2 separate regions of the Anser cygnoides genome follow, and region 2 is linked to region 1. A link is a contact called in public Hi-C data. All regions are on one chromosome and are shown on one strand. Each heading gives the region's core, a stretch centred on a gene start, on an enhancer-like site or on the middle of the called end of the contact. The rest is flanking DNA. Distances are from core to core; before and after follow the strand shown.

Region 1 (4,543 bases), core at 1,781-4,280:
AGTGCCCTAATAGTTATGTGATTGTGATTTTATAAGAATCCTACAGCTTATGATCAATACCAGCCTTCCTGTCCTAATACAGCTACAGTTATTTTTTTCCATTTGTCTTTGTTGACAAAGACTTCCAATTAAACAAGCAATCTCAAGTCAGTAAATCTTAGAATAGGCCAAGACACCACAATAAAAATAACTCCATATAGTTTTAATGAGATCTTCACAGAAATGCAAACTTGCAGTGAAAACTGCATAGCAAACACTGGCATCTAGGGGCTCACTGACATATCTTTGTGATGCACCAGGTGACAAAAAGCTTATTTTCTTCTCTACTTGGATATACTTGCATCAAATTGAGTTACCACCTCTCTCCAGAGCAAAATACACCCAACACACTCCATAAACACAGTGCCAATCACATGAAGGCTTTGCCATGCCAGAGAAACAAGAACAACATAAAATTCTATGCCTGAGCAAGCGCTGCTGTATTTGTCAGGTCAGGAAAAGTACAAGTGCACTTTTCTTTCTGCACGTGTGCTAGCCAAACCAAAAGTGTACAGACACAAAATGCTGCATCTTTTAGGTGTTGCAGTAACTTCAAAACTACATACTGCAGCTTTACAGTGGTTCCTATAGGTGGCCCTACTTTTCTACTCTTAGCCTCAACTCTCCAAGAGAAGCATAGGTCACAGTCAACCTACTCTACAGACTAGTCACAAAACCCACTGAAAATAAGACAAAGAAACTAATAAGCTGAGAGCATCGGCAAAGGACATTATTATATTTGTAGATGTGTACCTATAATACAGCTACTTAGAGCTTTGAAACAATCCAACATAATACTAATGTGCATATTGCTCAGTTTTTGATCTAAGTGTTGGACAAGCACATACAGTTCATGTTTAGCAACTGATCCTTAAACAAGATTAAAAACACAGTCCTCCTTTTTTCTTTCCTCTTCATCCATTCCATGAACAAGAAGTCTGGAGGCAGCTTGAGAAGAGTTGGGGCCACACAGGGCAGAACACAGTATCAGAAAATACAGACAGAAAACAAACCGTATATAGTGGGATGGGAAGGAAAGGACTAATGCTTTAGGAAAATCTTGAGTTTTGCATCTGAAGAGAACTATAAGTTTGAGTACAACAGACTCAAATTCTTTTACCTGGTTGACCTGAATAAAGAAAGTAGTTATGCCCCAAAATATAGACAAAAAGGAATATTAAAAATGAATTTAAAAAGATTCTTCACAGCAATTCCACAGGAGAGCTGAAGAAATCAGCTCCATACCTGCATGCTACTTACCTTCGCTGTAGCCTATGCCTTCTTTCACACTTTGAGCTTTAGCTTGCTGAACAATATGAAACTGAAGATCTTTATCTGCAGATAGAGAAGAACTTTTACATCAAGTACTCGGTAGGGTCAGTCTTTATTCCCCAACCTCTATTATGAGGCTTACGGTATTTTATAGAACACTGCAGTTTTACTGATGCATAAGGGAGTCTACACTAAAAGTATTTTAATCTATTCCATATTCAAACTATGGGGAGGGGGGGAAAAAAAAAAAAAAAAAGGATTTCTGGGTTACAGGGATCTGGAAAGACATGTATGTATATTGGAACTCTCTCCTGTATCATTACTGTATGTCCAAACTCTAGGGCCAGTGTTTCTGCCTTATTAAAGTGCTTTTTAATGCGCTTTCTGCACTTGATGTAAGGAAGAACCTAGAAAATAACCAAAGAAGAAAAAGAAAAAGGATTCTATTTGGGTTTTACTATAAAAATGGCCAAGTGACCTACAGAGCAGAATTACACAATGACACAGGTTAAACGAATAACGTAAATTAAGGTAAAGCACAGTGACAAGACAAATCTATGCAATGAAAACACTTGGTTTTTCTAAGATGTCTTGAACAGTTTACGGGCAACACAGTGCTGCAAGCTGGTGTGAAGACGTGGGCTCTGCCACACCTTGTGTGCTCCACACAGGCTCATGCTCCCACCCTGCAGGAGCAAGGATGGTGTTAACGGGTTGCCCGGAGGGGTTGTGGTGGCTCTCACCTTGGAGAGGCTCAAAAGCCATTTGGACGTGGTGCTGGGCATGCAGCTCTAGGTGGCCCTGCTTGAGCAGGGAGCTGGACCAGATGACCTCCAGCAGCCCCTTCCAACCTCAGCCCTGCAGCAAAGCACTCCCTTGCCCACCCACACACTTACCCATCGCAACACTGGGCACCTTCAGGTTTTCGTAGAAGAAGCTGGAGTCGTACATCTCCGCCTGCGGGACACGGCAACTCGATCACACCACCACAGCAGCCCCAGCTCACCAAAGCCGCCCGCTGAGCCTCCATCCCGTGGCCCTCATTTGGGGTCCCCAAGGGGATCCACAGACACAGCTACACCTTGTGGGGCAGGATCCGTGCGTGGGGGCCACCGGGCCTCTTTCAGCACCAAATTTCACCCCCAAAAGCCCCCACTACGCACTCTCTCCGCAGTCCCACTCCAAAAAGCCCCCGTTACCCCCCACTCTCCCCAGTCCACCCCCATCCCCAAAAGCCCCCATTACCCCCCCCAATCCCTCCCACACTGCGGGTGCCCCCCGTAACCAGCAGCCCACCTGCTCCTCGTCGGAGTAGCCCATCTTGCGGAGGCGGCAGGACGCCGCATGCCTCTCCAGCGACGCCCGGGGCACCCGGTGATGGCTGTCGTAGGGGCAGACCACCCGCTCCACCTGCCGGCCGGCCACAGGTCAGCGCCTACAGCCACCCCAAGCTCCCGCACCCCGCCGGGCTCTTCCCTCCCCGGGCAGCCCACCGCCACCGCACGCCCCCCCCTTGCCGGGCACACGGGGCCGGGGATGGGCGAGCACCGCCGTTACCTGGTCGCCCAGCCACACGGCGCTGCGAGCCGCCATCGCTCCCGAGGGCCACAGGGAAAGGAATGAAGCGGCGCCGCCGCCATCTTTACTCCGGGCGCGCCCCGAGATGGGGCGGCGCCATTTTGTGAGGCGGCTTCGGCCCGGCTCCAGAGGGGAGGGAGGGAAGGGGGCGAGGGAGGCGCCGCTCCGCCCCGGCTCCTCCTCAGCCTTCCCCCGCCGGGCACAGGGCACCGCCTGGCGGCGGGAGGCGACAAAGCCAGGACGGAGATGGCGCAGAGCCCCCAGGGCAGCCCCTCAGGTGTGGGGGCTGCGGCCGGTGGGTGCCCTAAATGTCCTCCGATGTGGTCTGCCCCATGCTGAAAGGCATCGGGCAGCTCTCTGTCCGTGGGAAGAGCATTCACGGAAAGAGCTGTTTGGCTTCAGTGCCCTGGGATAGGTTTGGAGGCTGACAAAAGCACCCGCGGCTGCAAATCAGCCCCACAGGTCTGGTCTTGAACCGCCCAGTATCAGCAGAAGCACCCGTGGGCTGAGGCGTGCTGTGGGGAACATCCCACGGGCCCACGCTGCTTGGTCTTGCTGGGGATGAAGCCTGGCAGCAGTGTTTTTTCCTCGAGGGCACCAATGCTTTCCGGCCCTTTTCAGACTTGTTGCCACAAAGGAGCAAAGCAAAAGCTGGGGCAGCGTGCTCTCTCTTCACAAGGGTCAAGTCAGAATTGCTCACCAGCTTTAGCAAAGTACAATTTTAATTTCTGAGCATAGCTCATGCTGGCTTGGGCTCTTCAGAATGGAACCAAAACCCCAAAGCCCATGCCTGTTTGTGATGGGGTTGGAGGAACATCAGTCTCCTCGGTGCTATTAAGCCTCTAATTGCCATTTCCCTCGTAGAATCACAGAGTCATTAAGGTTGGAAGAGACCTCCAAGATCATCTGGTCCAACCGTCACCCTACCACCAATGTCACCCACTAAACCATGTCCCTAAGTGCCAGGTCCAACCTTTCCTTGAACACCCCTCTTCCAATACTAGGAACACAGTGCGAGACCACAGCTTCTCCAGCACCCTCCTGTCACGTGTGAAGTGAGGGGATACAGAAGGGCCGTATGGTGCAGGGACAGGATGTGCATTTCTTCTTGGTACCATTCCCATACATGCACAGCCCAAGGGACACTGTGGGAGAGAGCCACAGGGCTGGAACGTGCCCCAAGGAATCCTGTTGGCCAAAATTACAAAAGCCTACAAAGGCCAAACACTGTTTGGCCAACATTACAAAAGCCTTTCCTTAGATGCTGAGGGACCATTAGGACTCAGTAAGCCTGGGACATAAAACAAGGAAAGAACAACTGTCCCAAGGAATAAATTTAGTGTGACTGACATTTTTTGCTTGCCTATTTTTGTCATCTATGAGAAAAGCACATATGACTAGAAAGACGAGACAGTTTAACAAGGCGGGGTGGGGTGGAGGAGGCATGACAGATGTAGCTGCCAGAATGACTCTTGTACATCTGCTTTCGTTAGCAGATTACAGCCATTTCTCTCCTGCACAGTGAATTTGAGACTCAGCTGGGATTTTAGCCCTCTGGGAGATTTGCTGGCTCTAGCTATGTTTGCCTGAGGATCTTTGACTTCACACGATAAAGAATACTTATAGCTGAAGACTTCCCATCTGCCCTTGCAAT
Region 2 (4,753 bases), core at 1,742-4,241, 170 kb before region 1:
GCAACAGGTAACTCAGTTAACAAAATGCATCAAGTATATTCCCTCAAATCAGACCTTAATATTCAGAATCATTAACCCGTATAGAAAATGTCTTCTAACTAAATCGAAGCATACTTATTTGTTTTTTTAAGGAAACTTCAAACCAAAACAGCGTAGTAATTTTTAGAAATATGAAAATCTAGGACTGAGACATAATTTAAAAGGCTACTGCCAAGTTTTAATCAGGAAAAGCCTCATCAGCTATGAATTGCAGAACAGGCAAGGCAGAATCAGGAAGAAGTACAAATTTCTTAATACAACATCTCAAACAGCATTACCGCACAATGTGCTGCACAGTATTAAAATAATGCTCCTTGCATCACACACACCAAATTTTTAAATATTGTAAAAGAACCTGACATTTTCACCATGCTTGGAAATAAAATATGTTCATATTTATCCACAGATTACACCGCGTAAGTGCTAAATATTTAAAAGCGTGAACAGAAGCTCAACTTTGTTCAATACAGACGCATTAAGGCAACACCGAGCATCCAATTTTAGGCACCTGGCTCTCCAAGTAGTCTTCAGTCTCCATTTAGACACTAAAGTAACTGTGTATGTATGTATTTGTGTATACATATATATATGTAGCTAGGTGCCTACATATATAGATACATATGAAATTTGAATTAAATATACAGTACCTAATCAAATTAAGTGTCTCAGATAAAGGTCAAGAGCCAGAATGCAGAGCAGAGAGGACAGCAGAAACTGCAGTTCTCTTGTACCTACATGCTTTTCCCTGGGCATTACTTAAGCACAATTTGTTCACAGATTTGGATGTCCAAATCCAACTGCAGCATGGACAGATTGTCAAATCATTCACATGAAATATGGACAAAGGCAGTATTCAAGAAAGATCTTGCTTGTTTCCGTCAACAACCCACTTAATGCACCATCCTGTTACTGAAATGGACTAGAAGCAGGTACTTTAAAAATAGTACGCAAAGCACCACAACTACAAAAAACCCACACCATTCTACGCAGCACCCTCCCTCACTGCTTTTGACAAAGGGAAGTTTCAAGCAATTCCCTGAAAGCACAGCATCACTTTGGCTATCCAGAGCCTTCTTCCCAGATCTCCCTAACTTCTTTTTCAATCTATTTATGCCTCAAAACTCCACAGCAAGCTGTTGAGTTCAATCTTAAAATAATTTTGCAGTGGATTGGATGAATCTTAACTTTGCCACATAATGATAAAGACCAGAAACTGACATTGAAAAACGGGTGTTACAACACTAAAAACATTCGAGGCCAGTGAAATTACCTATCTTATATCCTAATTTCCATACAGAAAAACCCTTGAACTAGCTTCTGCACTGAAAGTCTGCTGAGAGCAGAGAAGCCTTTCCACAGTGTTTCCTACCATTCCGCTTTGCAATTGCTCTGGTTTTACCACATTCATTTTGAAAAGGGACAGCCAGCAGTGCACAACGGTTTTAAGACTGGAGTTTTAATGATACCATGATATTTATTTTTGTAATCCATCATTCCTTTCTCATCTTCTTTTGTTCTTCTGTCACTTTTATGCAGTAATCATAGAGCTGTAGCTCCAAAAGCAGAGGGTTATTTAAACTCACAGCCTCACATACTGCAGCTATAAACCTACGTGGAATACAGCTCTCTGGAAAACACAATGCCAATACTTTAATTACATCTTTTTATGTGAATGCAGTGCAGTGCCTCCCAAGCAACAAGATGAGGTTATGATTTGGGACACTACTTTGTCAAGCTGAGAGTAAGGCTGGAACAAAAGTATCGATTCTTCACCTAAACTAAATGTAAACCATTCTCAGGCTTGTGCCTTTGCATAAAGCTCGGTTAAAAAAAAATGGATGTGAAGAAAAACGTTTGTAAATATGAGAAAACAGAGGCCAGGGGTAGAGCATTTGCCACTTTTCTGAGGTAGAGAAGGTAGGAGATGTTTGTAACTTACAACACGGCCATCCCCGCTACCAATGTCAGCTAGAGAGCCGCTTCTGCCCTGCAACATTTTCAGGACGTTCTCGATCTGCGTTGAGGTGGCAGGAACGAAGGGCAGACAGACCTTCCTGAGAGCTGGGGCCAGGAAGGGGGTGACCACAGCGTACAGGGCCACCAGCACCCCGCCAACAGCGCCCGTCGCCAGCAGCCCCCACTGCCTCCTCTTAGTGCGCTCCTCAGGGCTTCCTTGCACGAGTGCAGCGGGGCTCTCGGTCACCAGTGCTTTGGACGCCATACCTACACACAAAGATTAACAGGGTAATTTTATCAAACAAGTGGCTTTACCAATTGCTTGGTTAATGGGCGACACAGGACATAACATGACAGGTGTTAACACAAGGAGGGGGTGCTTTAACACTTCAGTTGATTCCTAGGACTTAAAAAAGTTAAATAAAAAGCTAAATTATTGTATACAAGAAAGTGAGGTATTAGGTTTATTGTTCATGACGAAAAAGGGAAAAAAGCAAGAAGACGCTTTCCACTTCCCAGTCCACGAACCAACCCCTGCCTCGACCCCCACCATGAGGCCCCCCCACCCTCAGCGGCCTTATTTATGGAGGAGGACCCTACCACCCCACTACGGCGGGGGGGGATGAGGGAAGGCGGCGAGCACCTTTCTGCTCACGCTGCAGAGAAGATCCGCACGGCACTCTTCGGCGGCGGGGCTGTGCTTCCTTATTCTCTTCCCTCCACCTCGCTGCGGCCCGCCTGGCGTCCGAATTGTGCGTGATCGCATTCCCCACCCCCCCCCGCGCCGCGCTGGTGGACGGGGCCGCGAGCGCCGCGCAGCGCCCGGAGCCCCAGCCGCTTCCAGAAAGCTCCGCCGCGAGCGCCACATAAGTTCCCCCCCCGTGAAATATGTCGCGGCCAGGCGCTCTGCGCAGGCGCGGGGCCGCCGGCGGGTGAGCGCGTTGCGTCACGGCGCGGCGTGCAGGGCGGGCGCGGCTCGTGCTCGGGTGGCCGTTGGGAGCGGTTGGGGGCCGTTGGGAGCCGCCGCAGCCATGTCGGCCATGGGGACGCTGGCGTTTGATGAGTATGGGCGGCCCTTCCTCATCCTCAAGGACCAGGAGCGCAAGACGCGCCTCATGGGGCTGGAGGCGCTCAAGGTGAGCGGGCGGGCCCGAGAGCCGGCGGCGGGGCCCTGCCTGAGGGAGCGGGCATCGCCCCGCTGCGGGATGGCCGCCACACGCGGCTGGGGGCGGCCCCTGCCCTCGGTTTTAATCTGTAAGCCTTAAATGTGCAAGTGAGCTCTTCTGCTGTAAGCCTCCGCTCTGCAAGTGACGGAGAGGCTTCGGAAATATCTAGCATAAAAGCCATGTGCGTATGTAGATCCGTTTTCAGTCATAGTTGGATGTTGCTACTTAAAATATAACATTTACAATACTTACTATTACAATATAATAGCTTTTCTCTATATTTGTTAGCTTAACACTACGATTTGTGGATGCACAATAACTGTTTAACTTCTCTATTCTTTTATAGTCTCACATAATGGCAGCAAAGGCTGTGGCAAATACTCTGAAAACATCCCTCGGGCCCAACGGTAATAAATCACTTCAATTATTTCTCCTTAGTAATTGTTTTTTCAGGGGTTTCCAGCTCTGGCCTCATGTTCTGAGCATGTCTTTCTTTAGGCTTGGATAAAATGATGGTGGACAAAGATGGTGAGGTGACAGTAACCAATGATGGTGCTACCATCCTGAATATGATGGATGTGGACCACCAGATCGCCAAACTCATGGTGGAGCTGTCTAAATCTCAGGATGATGAGATTGGGGATGGAACTACTGGAGTCGTTGGTAAGAAAAGATCTTACATTTAACTTGGCATTTCTAGTTAAGTTTCTTAAGCTATTTTAAGAAAACACTTACGGAGTGAAAGTAGCTTTACTGAAGCACATTTTTAGAGTACTTACCGATTCAGTATTCTTTTCAGTTCATCTATTAGGAGTTTTTTTAATCCAAAACATGCTTTTGTGTCTCTTTCCAAGTATGGCTGCATTTGAAGTTAGTGTTGGAAGTCCTCTTTGTACTTTCAGAACTCTTTGCATAATTTTATTCCATAGTGATCTTACTGTCTCACCTTGTCTCCTGTGCTTTTATGGTCTAAATGCAGTCTTCTTAGTCAGTAAGTAGAGCATTGGTGGTATTATTATTATTATTGAAGTTATTACGTAATAAACCTCAAACTGTTAAAATACTGCAGAATAAATCTAAAGGTATACTTTTTAAGTTTTTGATACTGTGTAATACAGGAGGCCTCTATCTGTGGGAGAGTAAACGTTATTTAAAATCTTATTTTACAGTTCTGGCTGGAGCACTGTTGGAACAGGCCGAGCAGTTGCTGGACCGTGGGATTCACCCCATCAGAATAGCGGATGGTTACGAGCAGGCAGCTCGCATTGCAGTTGAGCATCTCGACAAAATCAGCGACAGCTTTCCAGTTGACCCACAGAACACAGAGCCTCTGATCCAGACAGCCAAGACAACACTAGGCTCTAAAGTGTAAGTTCACAAAAACTTAAAGAATATATGCAAATAATTATATTTCCCATACCTACGTGAATATTTCTGACTACTTATATTTTCCATAGATACACTTAGAGCTGAAAGGAGAAATCCTTGATGTTTTGATGAATTATTAAATTGTTTTTGTTACTGGAGTGGCTGCTGAAAGCTCTTTAAAGTTTCTTTGATTTTGGTTCCTTTCTCAGTGGACTCTCATCTCA

The links. Hi-C and Micro-C count contacts between places; a contact is called where the count stands out from the background.
Region 2: a Hi-C map of liver shows a contact between it and region 1, with 2.2 times the contacts expected there. The contact joins the promoter of ATPSCKMT here to the promoter of SNRNP48 in region 1. A contact is called at or near these places in 2 of 7 Hi-C or Micro-C datasets (both in liver).

The regions. Positions count from the first base shown.
Region 1 is chr2:87,214,281-87,218,823 of Taihu_goose_T2T_genome, reverse strand. SNRNP48 (small nuclear ribonucleoprotein U11/U12 subunit 48) reads right to left here and starts at 3,030. Exons shown (of 9, transcript XM_066992571.1): 1 at 2,869-3,030; 2 at 2,608-2,721; 3 at 2,208-2,268; 4 at 1,300-1,374. The coding sequence starts at 2,904.
Region 2 is chr2:87,381,318-87,386,070 of Taihu_goose_T2T_genome, reverse strand. ATPSCKMT (ATP synthase c subunit lysine N-methyltransferase) reads right to left here and starts at 2,991. Exons shown (of 5, transcript XM_048076402.2): 1 at 2,639-2,991; 2 at 1,979-2,262. The coding sequence starts at 2,260. It overlaps CCT5 (chaperonin containing TCP1 subunit 5), which reads left to right and starts at 2,957. Exons shown (of 11, transcript XM_048076401.2): 1 at 2,957-3,131; 2 at 3,508-3,568; 3 at 3,660-3,824; 4 at 4,331-4,529. The coding sequence starts at 3,027.